2 separate regions of the Oryctolagus cuniculus genome follow, and region 1 is linked to region 2. The links are chromatin contacts, called in public Micro-C maps. All regions are on one chromosome and are shown on one strand. The core of a region is the stretch at or near the end of the contact, and the rest is flanking DNA. Distances in the headings are between cores, read along the strand shown.

What was found. A called contact is a pair of places that touch in the nucleus more often than the background predicts.
Region 1: a Micro-C map of ear pinna shows a contact between it and region 2, with 2.3 times the contacts expected there. The contact joins two enhancer-like sites. A contact is called at or near these places in 4 of 6 Hi-C or Micro-C datasets (ear pinna, embryonic fibroblasts, psoas muscle and 1 more).

The regions. Positions count from the first base shown.
Region 1 is chr3:49,515,753-49,522,003 of mOryCun1.1, forward strand. No RefSeq gene overlaps it. Among named protein-coding and RNA genes, the nearest start is that of GLS, 82 kb to the left of the region's middle. Within about 2 kb of position 3,174, at least 2 of the 8 cell types and tissues checked have an H3K27ac peak or open chromatin away from gene starts, as enhancers often do. A contact at or near this core is called in ear pinna, where this site is marked.
Region 2 is chr3:49,327,334-49,333,226 of mOryCun1.1, forward strand. It overlaps STAT1 (signal transducer and activator of transcription 1), which reads left to right. Exons shown (of 25, transcript XM_002712346.5): 18 at 93-228; 19 at 2,459-2,508; 20 at 3,167-3,261; 21 at 4,133-4,278; 22 at 5,389-5,574. Among named protein-coding and RNA genes, the nearest start is that of STAT1, 35 kb to the left of the region's middle. Within about 2 kb of position 4,313, at least 1 of the 8 cell types and tissues checked has an H3K27ac peak or open chromatin away from gene starts, as enhancers often do. A contact at or near this core is called in ear pinna, where this site is marked.

The DNA of each region.
Region 1 (6,251 bases), core at 1,924-4,423, 190 kb after region 2:
TCAGATACCTATGACCTTGGGAAGACAGAGAGACCACTGGCAGAGGTGCCACAAGTTGGCTCACCCTTCCTGCTCTGGTGTCAGGGTGGGTGGGGAAGGCCATTTCTCAGGGGTCACAGCCTAGCATTATTTCCAAACCCCACTTGATTTGTAGAATAAAGGAGAGCTGTGAGTACAACTTTATTGACTTTTAAAAAAGAAATTACAGTACAGGAGCAATAGCAGGTGAAATTATTGTTTATTAGGAATATACAGAATGGGACAAGGGTTTGGGACAGCAACTGAGAGGCAGGTGGGGACAAATCTATAAGGACTTACTGGACAACCTGGTCTTCTAGTTTGTGCAAAGGAAGCCTGGGCCTGAGGGGGGCATTACTGTGTGACTAGCTTTCAGATAATACTTCTATGCTTGGTTTCTTTCCATAAAAATTTCAATAGAAAACTCAGCTTATGTAGACAGAATTTTAGTCAGTATCATATTCTGCAGTGTCTTAGGGCTGACTTTGTATATGGAAGTCAGCCAGATCTCATGGGTAGATCATTAAACTAGGATTCTTTTCTTGGCACCCTAGTACCTTAATATGTGACCTTGACCTAAGGCAGGCCATCAATCTGTCAAGAGGAATGACTCCAGGGATAAGGGCCTGCTACCTCTACCTAGAGGATGGCTCTTCAGAAAAGAGACAATATAATCCTTTCTGCTATCTGCATGCTTAGAGAGACTGTTGGGAGAATTATAAAGATCATATCTATGGAGGACTTTGAGCTCCTTCAATAAAAATGTGGTATAAATATAACTTAAGGAATTCTAGTAGACAATATTGTGACATTGTGTATCAATATTTGTATCTCTAGTTAGATTTTTTTTAACGTGGCTTATGTCCAGAGACAGGCACAGGTATAGATAGAAAATTCTCAATACTGAATGCTTAGTTCAATCCCATCCTTCAAAACAAGGGCATAGATTATGTTTTCTTCAGAGCTCAAGGACCTGAACTGTAGGTTTCCCTTATAATGATTAAAGCTAAATGTAGGTGAGACTAATGTGACAACTATTCTATGAAGAGTTTTATATATAGTCTGAATGATTCATATGATGCATCTTTCAGTGAGAGAATTGTAAACCAACGTTATTTCAAGTGTTACTTCCATGTTACTTAAAGTTCTATGTTTTACATCATTATACAGGATTTCACATTATTGTGCAATACTATGAAATATGATTTTGTTTCTAATAGCTTATTATGGGTTATTTAATTCAGAGAATAGGATCAAAGCACTGAAATGGGGACATTCATGAACTTTGATGAAGAAATGGTCATTTAGATTGTGTGCGCATCTGTGGGTTTCCTCTAAGTTTGAAACATGAAGTGGTTATATAAAATGGACTCCTAAATGGAAAAAAGATGAAAATAACTGAATATTTCAAAAACACAGTGTGAAATCAGTAGTATATTCAGTAGAGGTGACAGGGAACAAAGTTGTAGAGAAGAAAAGAGAACAAGAAAATCAGGAAGCAGTAAAAATACTGATTGGGGTCAGGCGGTAACAGTAAAATCAAGAAACTTGAATCTGATAGAAAAAAGCCATGAGAAGCTATAAAAGGGGCATTTGAAATAGGAAATGATGTGAGAGGAGAAGATAATTTTAGTATGGTTAAAGGAGGTAGCAGCTGTGGGTGTTGAAGAGAAAGGATTAATTTTAAATGTGTCTCAGAAGTAAGAGAAAAGACATTTTCTTTGAAGAGCAGGGGAAGAATGATGAGGCAAATCTTGTTGAGTGTTGTGTGGTTATTTCAAGCAAAAGTCCATTTAGATCATTATGTCCACTTTTGGACACCGTAGTCTCATAGGTGCATTCATGAACTGGCCATTCAAAGCACTAGAGTAGTGTAACATGTGTCAACAGTGCCTCCACTCAGTTAGGGTGACTGGGCACCTGTCTTCAGGTACCTGTAGGTCTGCCACAGAAAGACCACACTTGGTTCTCCATTGGTCAAAAGAAATAAATGGATGCTGGGAAAGTTTTGAGCATATTTTGCTCAACAGAATATTCTGACAAATTGATGTGCCCTGTACATGTTTTCCCATCTTTGCAAATATTGAAATTGGAGAAAATTTAATAACCCCACAAATGGATAGAAGGATCTTGCTCATTTTAGAAGGTTCTCCCTGGCTGGAGGAACATGTGGCCTGTAGACAGAGAACCCGGTTCTCACACCCATGGTGCTGCATGCTCATCTTTTACTGGGGGCTGCTCTCCCCTCACACCACCTGCCAGGAGGGAAGAACCAGACACGTTTGCCACAGTAAATTGGCAGCTACGTTCAGTGTCATCTCCAGTTCTTTACTTCTCTTCACTCATCCATTAATTTTGGAAACAAAAGCTCAAGTTTTTGAAGGCTCTCTTTCCTCTGATAATTATATCATGGTATCAATCAGGGTCCAAGCAGAAACTGGGTGGGTGTTCAAACTGGGTTCCTTTGTAAGGAAAGTATTTACAGAAGTGTGAGCAGAAAACTAGCAAACCGCAGGGGTTGGGGCATAGTGGGCTAAGCCACCTCTTGGGGCTCCCACATCCCATGTTGGAGTGCCTCGTTTGAGACCCGGCTACCCCGCACTTTTGATCCAGTTTTCTGTTAATGCATCTGGGAGCCAGCAAATGATGGCTCAAGTTCTGGAGTCCATGCCACCCACATGGAATATCAGAATGGAGTTCCTTTTTCCTGGTTCAAGCCTGGCCTAGCCCTGGCTATTACAGGCATTTGGGAAGTGAGTCATCAGATAGAAGCTGTCTTTCTCTCCGTATCTCCTTCTCTCTGTCACTCAGTCTTTCAAACAAATAACTACATCTTAAAGAAAGCCAACAAAGGATTGCACAGTCTCCCTGGCTGGAGACTTGGGGACCATTACCTTCCCAGGCCTAAAAATCAAGGAGATGGAGCTGTTTCCAGGCCTTGGGGAGGGTGGTTGTAAGGAGAGGAGAAGAGAAGAGGCTGCAGCCAACACAGAGAACAAGGTGTAGAAATATCCCATCTTGCTCTTCTTTGGCTGGTACCTCCCAATGGCCAAACCCATCCATGAGCTGGGCATGACGAGAGCCAAATATCTGTCTGGGTCAGCCTCCTGGGGTGCATACAGCAGGGTGGAGCCGAGGACAATGAATCTGTAGGGCTAATGGAAGAAACGACAGAAAGCAAATACTTCCTGAAGGTATCACTGGTGCTTAAGACAGTATTCGTACCAATAGGAGTGGGGCAAAGTATTCTGGAAGAGCTCAGGGACTCAACCCTCTCTGAGCCACCCCAAGGTCATGACTGCCAGGGTCACTGTCCTCTATGGGATTTTGTTTTTCCTCATAGCAGTGTTTGGTCCCCTCTGCCTTCAAGGAAAGGATGCACCCTGAATTTGCAAACAGGAGGACATGGCCTTCGTTTAAGTGGATATTAGATTTTTCCCACCCTGAAGCATTGAGTGCGGCTGAGAAACACTTAATCAGAGCAGGGTAGATCTACTGTGAAGTAAATGAAACCTAAGTTTCAGTTCCCTTATTTGCATGGGCCTCTGTGGGCATTGCTGGAGGCTGTAGCACAATTGCAGCTGGGGAGGGAAGTCAAGTTGCTGTTTCTGTATAAGCATTTCTGGCGAAACACCAGAGATGTCAGAGGAAAGGAATTTGGACTTTCAAGGCTCTGCTAGCTTATTGTGAATCCTTTTCTTTTCTTTCATATTCTTTCTGTAATTCTTTTCTAAATTTGTTTGTGTGATTGTTATTCTTTTTCTTAAAAAAGGATCAACAAGGGGCCTGGCATTGTGGTGTAGTGAGTTAAACTGCCACCTATAGTGCTGGCATCCCATATGGGCACCGGTTCAAGTCCTGACTGCTCCACTTCTGATCCAGCTCTCTGCTATGGCCTGAGAAAGCAGTAGAAGATGGCCCAAGTCTTTAGGCCTCTGCACCCGCATGGGAGACCCGGACGAAGCTTCTGGCTCCTGGCTTCAGCTCAGCTCAGCTCTGGCCATTATGACCATTTAGGGTGAGAACTAGTGGATGGAAGACCTTTGTCTCTCTGCTTCTGTCTCTCTGTTAACTCTTTCAAATAAATAAATAAATCTTAAAAAAAAAGCAATCATGGTGATTGGTGACCTCACCTATCTTGATCACTTTCCAGTGGGCTCTACCTCTTAAAACTCCACTACCTCTCAACTCTTGCCGTACCCACTCAGCTTCTAGCACAAGAGCCTTTGGGGAATGCACTCCTTTGGGAAATATACTCATAGCCAAACCCCAGCAACATACAAATCATTCAACAGGAATCACATCACTTCCTCATTTAGCATTCATTTGCTCACACTTCCTTTTGCCCTGTGTCATGCCTACCTTTTCTAAGGCTGCGTGTGCATTTATAGGTGTTCTGTGGTGCCACTCCCTATGTGCTAGACCGAATGCCTTGCACTTATCTTGACCTCACTTAACTTATATAGAGAGAAAATCTTCCATCCACTGATTCACTCCATGCATGGCTACAACAGCCAGGACTAAGCCAAGTCAATGTCCTTACCCCTATTTCATGGGTATAGAAAGCGAGCCCCAAGGAGGGCAAGCAAGTTGCCCAAAGTTGGAGCCAGAGCTATGGCATAGTGGGTAAACCCACCATCTGTGATGCCAGCATCCCATTTGGATACCAGTTTGAGTCCTGGCTGCTCCACTTCTGATCCAGCTCCCTGCTAATGGCCTAGGGAAAGCAGTGGAAGATGGCCCAAGTGCTTGGGACCCTGCATCCAGGTGGGAGACCCAGAAGAAGCTCCTGGCTCCTGGCTTTGACTTGGCTTAGTCCTGGCTGTTGTAGCCATGCATGGAGTGAATCAGTGGATGGAAGATTTTCTCTCTCTCTCTCTCTCCTCTACCTCTCTCTCTTTCTGCACCTCTGATTTTCAAATAAATAAATCTTCTTCTTTTTTTAAAAAATAAAGCTGCCCAAGGTTGCAGATTTGGTGTCAGTAAGTCCCTGTATGACTTGAGCCCAGGTGTCTCTGACCGCAGAGTCCATGCTTTTCATCACTGTGCCACTGTGTCCGACTGGCCATCTGCAGGAGGGTCTCTGGATGTCCATTTAAAGTGAGTGTTCCCAGATCCCACCCTCTATCAGTTAAGACTGATGAAAGAGAGTCAATGATATGACCTGGTGAGGAAATATTCTAGACAGAGAGAACAGTGTCAGATCATGAGGACCTGGAGGCTCTGGGTTTCTCATCGAGGCTGGTGCAAAGCTCCCGGAGAGTTCTAAGCTGAAGCAGAGCAAAGCCTGCCCTACATTTTCACAGATGGCGAGTTCTGCTAAAGCCTCCCAGAGCCGTGGAGTCGGTGCAGACAGCTGCTGCCCAGCTAGGGTCTTCCTTTCTTCTAGAGAGGCCATGGATGAAATCTCACACAGCAACGTGAGCAGGACTGATTGACAGGTGCCTCTGGGGCAGAGGCATTGAAGGAGCAGATGCACCTGCTTCACTCTCTCTTTGCCCTTCAGTGGGATGTTGACTCCAGTTAGTAAAGATGACTGGGATTTGCCTTGTCCCAGCCTGGCACTGACAAGGGTCCTGCATGGGAGTATTAGGTGAATGAAAAATGAAATTGATATTATTCAGACTTGGGGACTTCCTTGTTACAGTAACTCTATTACCTTAGATGACATATTTGCCAACATCATTTTGGCTGCTGAGTGAATAGCCTGGAGGGGGAAGCCGGTGGAGGCAAGGAAGGGAGAAGGGAGCGTAGGTAGGGGTGGGAAGGGGAGAGCTTTGATGTATTTTGGAATAACTTACCTCCTACACCAGCAAGATGTGCAGTCCAATTGGATGTTGGACAGAGTAGGAAAGAGGAACCAAGAGTTGAAAAGTTCTTGGCTTGAATCCACTAAAAATACAGAGATTGCCCTCTTCGGGGATGGGACCAGAGAGTACTTGGAACCCTTCTTCATGTGCGGTTCTCCTAGTCTGCAACTGGCTTGAAATAATCTCCTGGTTGTGGCCTCATCCATGCCCTACAGACATCGCAGGTATTTCATACATCGATGCACAAAGGAAAACTCCTGCTATGCACTCTCTCAGGCCGAACACATGGCACCTTCATAAACTGAAAATTGTCAACCTGAAAAATGGTGATTTTAACCTCCAGTGGATTTAAGTTGCTTCTCTCCTTCCTAGGCCAGAGGGCAGAGCGAGAAGGACTGTGACTTTCATGTCTGCAATTAGGAA
Region 2 (5,893 bases), core at 3,063-5,562:
AAGAGCTGTGCTCTGGGTGGGCCCGTGTTTCCACCCAGCCGGGGACGGGCGGCCGAGCCGTGACCCTTGCTTTTTGGGTGTCTCCTCTCCAGAATCTGTCCTTCTTCCTGAACCCACCGTGTGCGCGATGGTCTCAGCTCTCGGAGGTACTGAGTTGGCAGTTTTCCTCTGTCACCAAACGCGGCCTCAACGGGGACCAGCTGAGCATGCTGGGAGAGAAGCTACTTGGTAGGAGCATGTTCCCTCTTCGTTGTGACAAAACTCGGAGCGCATCATGGCGTCTGTGCTGCCCCCCCCTCCGTGCTGTGAAAGGGACAAGAGTGTGCAGATGGGCTGGCCCAGGACGCCGCATCCTGCTGTAGCTGTCTCGTACCCAGGTTGCCACAGATACAGGCAGGATAAAAGACTGAATGAGTTCTTTGCTCATGCCATGCTAGCCTTGCTGAGCAGGGCCCCTAAGGGAAAGCCTGTGAGTTAGGTGAAACGTATCATTTGTAGCTAAAGTCAGGTGCTCGATGGAAAAGGTGAAGGCTCCCTGAGCTTGGAGAGAAGTGGAGGCCCTGGAGTAGGCAGAACGAGGTCTCAGGCCCTGCCCCCTGCAGGGCATCAGCCCAGGGCACCAGAGCCAAGTGGGCGGCACAGCAGGACGTGCGGTGGGACACAGCTCAGGCCGTGGTAGACAGTTCCTTCTCAGGCCTCTCGGTGAGCGCAGTATCCGAACTGACTCTTAAATTCTGTGGATAGCCGGTGCCGCGGCTCACTAGACTAATCCTCCGCCTTGCGGCGCCGGCACACCGGGTTCTAGTCCCGGTCGGGGCGCCGGATTCTGTCCCGGTTGCCCCTCTTCCAGGCCAGCTCTCTGCTGTGGCCAGGGAAGTGCAGTGGAGGATGGCCCAGGTGCTTGGGCCCTGCACCCCATGGGAGACCAGGAGAAGTACCTGGCTCCTGCCATCGGATCAGCGAGGTGCGCCGGCCGCAGCGCACTGGCCGCGGCGGCCATTGGAGGGTGAACCAACAGCAAAGGAAGACCTTTCTCTCTGTCTCTCTCTCTCACTGTCCACTCTGCCTGTCGAAAAAAAAAAAAAGTCTTAAAAAAAAAAATTCTGTGGATAGCTCGTGTCCACGTTTGCTTTCTGTGCAGCAGAGCCGCATCTGCTGCCAGTGCCAGCAGGCAAGATCTTCCTGACCGGCGGCTCCCAGCAGGGCTGCTCCCAGCTTGGCAGCTGTCTCAGTGGACGTCTGGGGAAGCTAGTAGAAAGTATACATTCACCCTGTCCCATCTCCTTACCCGGTGAGAGTTAGCGCTGTCTCTCCTGCCTGTGCTGCCTTATTTGTGGTCCTCCTCAGAGAGGAAACGGGCTGAGCCCTGCCTACAGCCTGGGCTGCTGCAGTGTGTGGCGATCACGACCCCTCAGCCCCCTCTAATGCTCATGCCTGCACCATGCCCTGTTGGGAGGAAGACTGAGGGAAGTGCGTACGTAATGCCTAAAAGAAGGCTCAGGTTGGTCACCTAGGAGTGATCCCAGTCTTGGTGTGGACTTGGAAAGGATTCCGTAGGGTCTTTGGAAGTGGGCGGAGGCAGTAGGGAAACAGATTAAGCAGAGAGACCAGGTTGGGGCTCCTCTAGGAAGCGTGGCTCGGAGGCTCTGGTTCAGTGCCAAAGGCAAAGGCCACTGATGGTCTTGGGAGGCCATGTGAAGTGAAGACGGATTGAAGGGTTGTCCTCTCCTCACAGGCGATGGGGGGATGAGGGCACACAGTGAGGTGTTGGGATGTTTCTGCCTTCCCTAAAAACTTTCATATTGTGGTGCCCAGTGATCTGCTGTCCGTTCTTCACGCTGTTAAAATCAAACGAGGGTCGAACGTCCCTTGCGGTTTGGGACTTGCGCGTATGTGTCGGAGCACCGGGCCTCAATTCTGTCTGTGCTCCCAATTCTAGCTGCCGGCTAGCGGGCTCGAGGCAGTGGTGATGGCGCAGGTAGCTGCATTTCTGCCATTCGTGTGGGAGCCCAGATTGAGTTCCAGCTCTGATTGGCCTGCCCAGCTTTGCCTGTTGTAGGCATTTGGAGAACGAACCAGTGGATGGGTGCGGGTGGGGGCGAGGGGGAGCTCGCTTCAGTGCGCTCACCATCTTGCTCTCTTTTCCCTCTCCCCTACCCTCTCCCTCCCCATTCCCTTCTCTCCTTCCCCCTCCTCTCTGCCTTTCAAAGTAATTAATTAAAAATTGAAACCAAGCCGAGTAGATGTTTTAGGGGATTTTCTTTATGCCCTTGGGCACGTGGGATCACTGGCCAGCTGATTGAGCACTAACGTGTCTGAGAATGTCAACCATCGACGTGCACCGTCCCTTCGGTGGGTGGTAGCTCTCTTCTTGGAGACCAAGTCCGAGAGCCCTCCGTCCCGGGCAGCTGCACACTCGATTGCTTTGTGCTGACGAAGCTTGCTTTCGTTTGCTCAGGTCCTAATGCCGGCCTCGATGGTCTTATTCCGTGGACGAGGTTCTGCAAGGTGGGTAGCGGGCGAGTGTTGCGCTCTGTGGGGGCGGTTACTTCACTGTTTGCTTTTCTTGGCATTCTCACCAGGCCCTCCAAGCCCCAGGGCACGCTGTGCAGGAGGCTGGTCTCCAAGCCAGAGCCTCACAGGAAGCACCTGCCGGGTGATAACATTTTTTCACACCCGAAATGAGCCTTCTGTTAGCTCACTTCAGCCCCTTGCCTGGCAGCGTTTTGGGCCCCTTGATGTGAACTGTGTGCTTGGGGCTGTGTGAGTTTCCCTGGCCTTGCAGGAGCAGACAGGGTTCAGACTCTGCGGGGGTCACCCAGACTGTGGCCTGCCAGCTGTCCTGGCCCTTCCTGGTGTGGGGCAGCTGCTGCTTCTGTCCCCCCACCCCACGCCCGGAGATTATTCCTGACTGTTTTGCTACTGGGTGTGGAGGGAAGTGGATCCCAGCCCAGGGAAATGGAAGAGAGAAGAGCTCCAGGTCCGAAGGCTGATAAGGGAGAGGGCCCCTGCAGCCATCCGTCAGCGTGGGTTCTTTGGGTTTGATGGGGACACTTGGGTCTTTGGCAGCTGGCCCGGGTCGGGGGTGGAGGGGCAGTGGGAGGGGCATGACAAGTTACTATCTTGGATTTCTTTGTTCCTAATGTGTACCTTTGTATACTTTCAGGAAAATATAAGTGACAAAAATTTCTCCTTCTGGCTGTGGATTGAAAACATCCTAGAACTGATTAAAAAGCACCTGCTGTGTCTATGGAATGATGGGTAAGAGCCCCCGATGGGTGTGCCCTTGACACCTGTTCATTGCACGACCTAACCTTCCCCAAGCTGGTCTCCGTTACTTGACGAGACCTGTCCCTTCCAGGCTTCATGGGTGGACCCTCACGAGGTTAAACTGATACTTTTCTTTGTGTTTGTTTAATGGGAAGGACTCGAAAAAGTTCATGGGAAAGTGGAATTAAAAGTTTGACTTGATTTTGATACAGAAAAACTTCAGTGCAAAGGAAATGTTTTTTATACTATGTGGAAAATATAAAGTATGAAAAAGCTATGCATAGATTTTGAAATTATTTTTGCACCAACAGAAATGCATACTTTAAATGCCTCCTTTGTCCACATTTTGAAGTACATGCAACAAAAGTTTCTTGAGGGCCTACTATGTTGTCCCTGAAGAAGGAAAATCCCTTTTTAACTTAGCAAATTGTTTCTATCTAACTTATTCTAAAGATCAGCCATATTTCAGCAAAAGCTTTAAATTGATCAAAAGGGCCAGAATATGCAAATTTACTCAAGTCTTCCTGTCCAGAATAAAAGTTGCATAAATTGAGAGCTTTTCGTGGCTTTTAGGATCACCAAGTGGCAATAAAAGGCTCGTGAGTCCAGCATGTGTTCATTGAGCACCTGTTCATCCCACTTACGCCATGCTCATGGGTGCGTTTCCTTTTTTACTTAAGCATGTGCAAGCATACGTGAAACGCGCCCTTAAATGTGAAAGACGTGCAAAAACTGTCCATCCAGCCATTTCTGGCCTCTGGTCTCTGGTCAAGTCCCCATCACTTTCTTGGTTTGTAAAGTGAACACGAACGTTAAAGCTGTGATTGAACCGGAGCCCCTCCCTCCACCTCTGCTTGTCCAGGTGCATCATGGGCTTCATCAGCAAGGAGCGAGAGCGCGCCCTGCTGAAGGACCAGCAGCCCGGCACGTTCCTGCTGCGGTTCAGCGAGAGCAGCCGGGAAGGCGCCATCACGTTCACGTGGGTGGAGCGGTCCCAGAACGGAGGCGGTGAGTGCAGGGCAGTGGGGCTCACTCTGTGACCTCCTTCACAGCTCAGGCGCGCGGTGGGATTGCAGAGCCCCCGCTCCCCCGGCTGAGCCCCTGCATATGGTTTACAAAACCACTGTGGACAGTGGGGGCTCGCGCCTGGAACAGATCGGGGAAGTGATAGGTTTTTTTCAGACAAGGCCAAATCCTTTCCTTTTGGTCCAGTTTATTATCTGTGGATCAAGGATGTGACTCAACATCATCTGCAGCCAGGACTTGGAAGGAGTTGCGTTCCCCACGGGCATGATGTCGGCTTCCACCTCGCCTAGCGTAACCCCAGAGTGGAACGCACGGTGGAGGACGGGCCTTGGGAGAAGAGCCCGCGGGCGATTTACACGCCCCGAGCGGGCGTGTGTGCTCAGGGGCTCTCGGGAGGAGCTGCAGCTGTAAATTTGTCTTTCTCCTAAATTGGATGAAGGAGTCCTTGGCTAAACGACTCCAGAAAACCTTGGCATTATAAAGCGGATTTGTGAGGAGAAGGCTGAACAGCACAGATGAAAAATGTTAGCAGCAGAGCGGCCCCTGTTTTGTTGATTTGAGTCCGCTGTGTTTGAAGACTAGACAAGCCGGCTGTGCCAGCGACTCCTGTGCTTTGCGTGGGTAGAAGTGAAAGGACAGGATCCTTTTCTTGTTCTGCTTATATTTTTTCCCCATGATGAAAAAGCCGGGGCTGGGATCAGATCATGGTCTAGGCAGGTGCAGGCTCCTGCCTTCTCTTTTCCCTGATAGTTCATTTTCTGAACCAGCTGAGAGACGGAGCCAGCAAAGCACTCAGAGGTAGAAAACCCTTGGTGCAGGCTGTACAAGCTGCTCAGTGGACCGCTTTGTCCAGATTCATAAATCTAAGCAGATAGTGAGACGTGCTGTGTTTTAAAGTAGTGATTGCCTTTATTTTTCCTATTTGAAAGAATTAGAATTTATGTAGGAATAAAACTGTCCTCCATCAGTGTTGTAACTCCTAGAGTGTGATTAGCTCGTACCGGGTGCAGTCAAATCCACAAACTGTGCCGTGTTTTATGCTCTCTTGTTTGGCATGTTTCCCAGGACTCACTTGGTTCTTCTCCTTTCTAGAACCTTATTTCCATGCGGTTGAGCCCTACACGAAGAAAGAACTTTCTGCTGTGACTTTCCCTGATATCATCCGCAATTACAAAGTCATGGCTGCCGAGAATATTCCTGAGAACCCCCTGAAGTATCTGTATCCAAATATTGACAAGGACCATGCCTTCGGGAAGTATTACTCCAGGCCAAAGGAAGGTGAGTGGGGTTGCGAGGAGAGCAGCACACGCGGTCCCCCGGTCCCCTGGTGCTGAAGGGCTGGCTCGCCGGCAGCGTCAGCAGCCACACTGCCTTTGTCTTCAAGGGGAAGGAGCCAGCACAGGCTCCACCCAGCCTGTGACATGAACCCCCCACTCCCTTTGAACTGCTACAGGCTGCATGCATGCATGCACAGGGTGGTGTGAGCTCAGTGCAGCTGAAGTACAGTCATTATTTGGTCTGATACAGTCAGTGAGAAACGAATGGTTAATCTCCTATTTTAGGGGTGTTGGAAATGTCCATTTGTGGTTTGTGTATC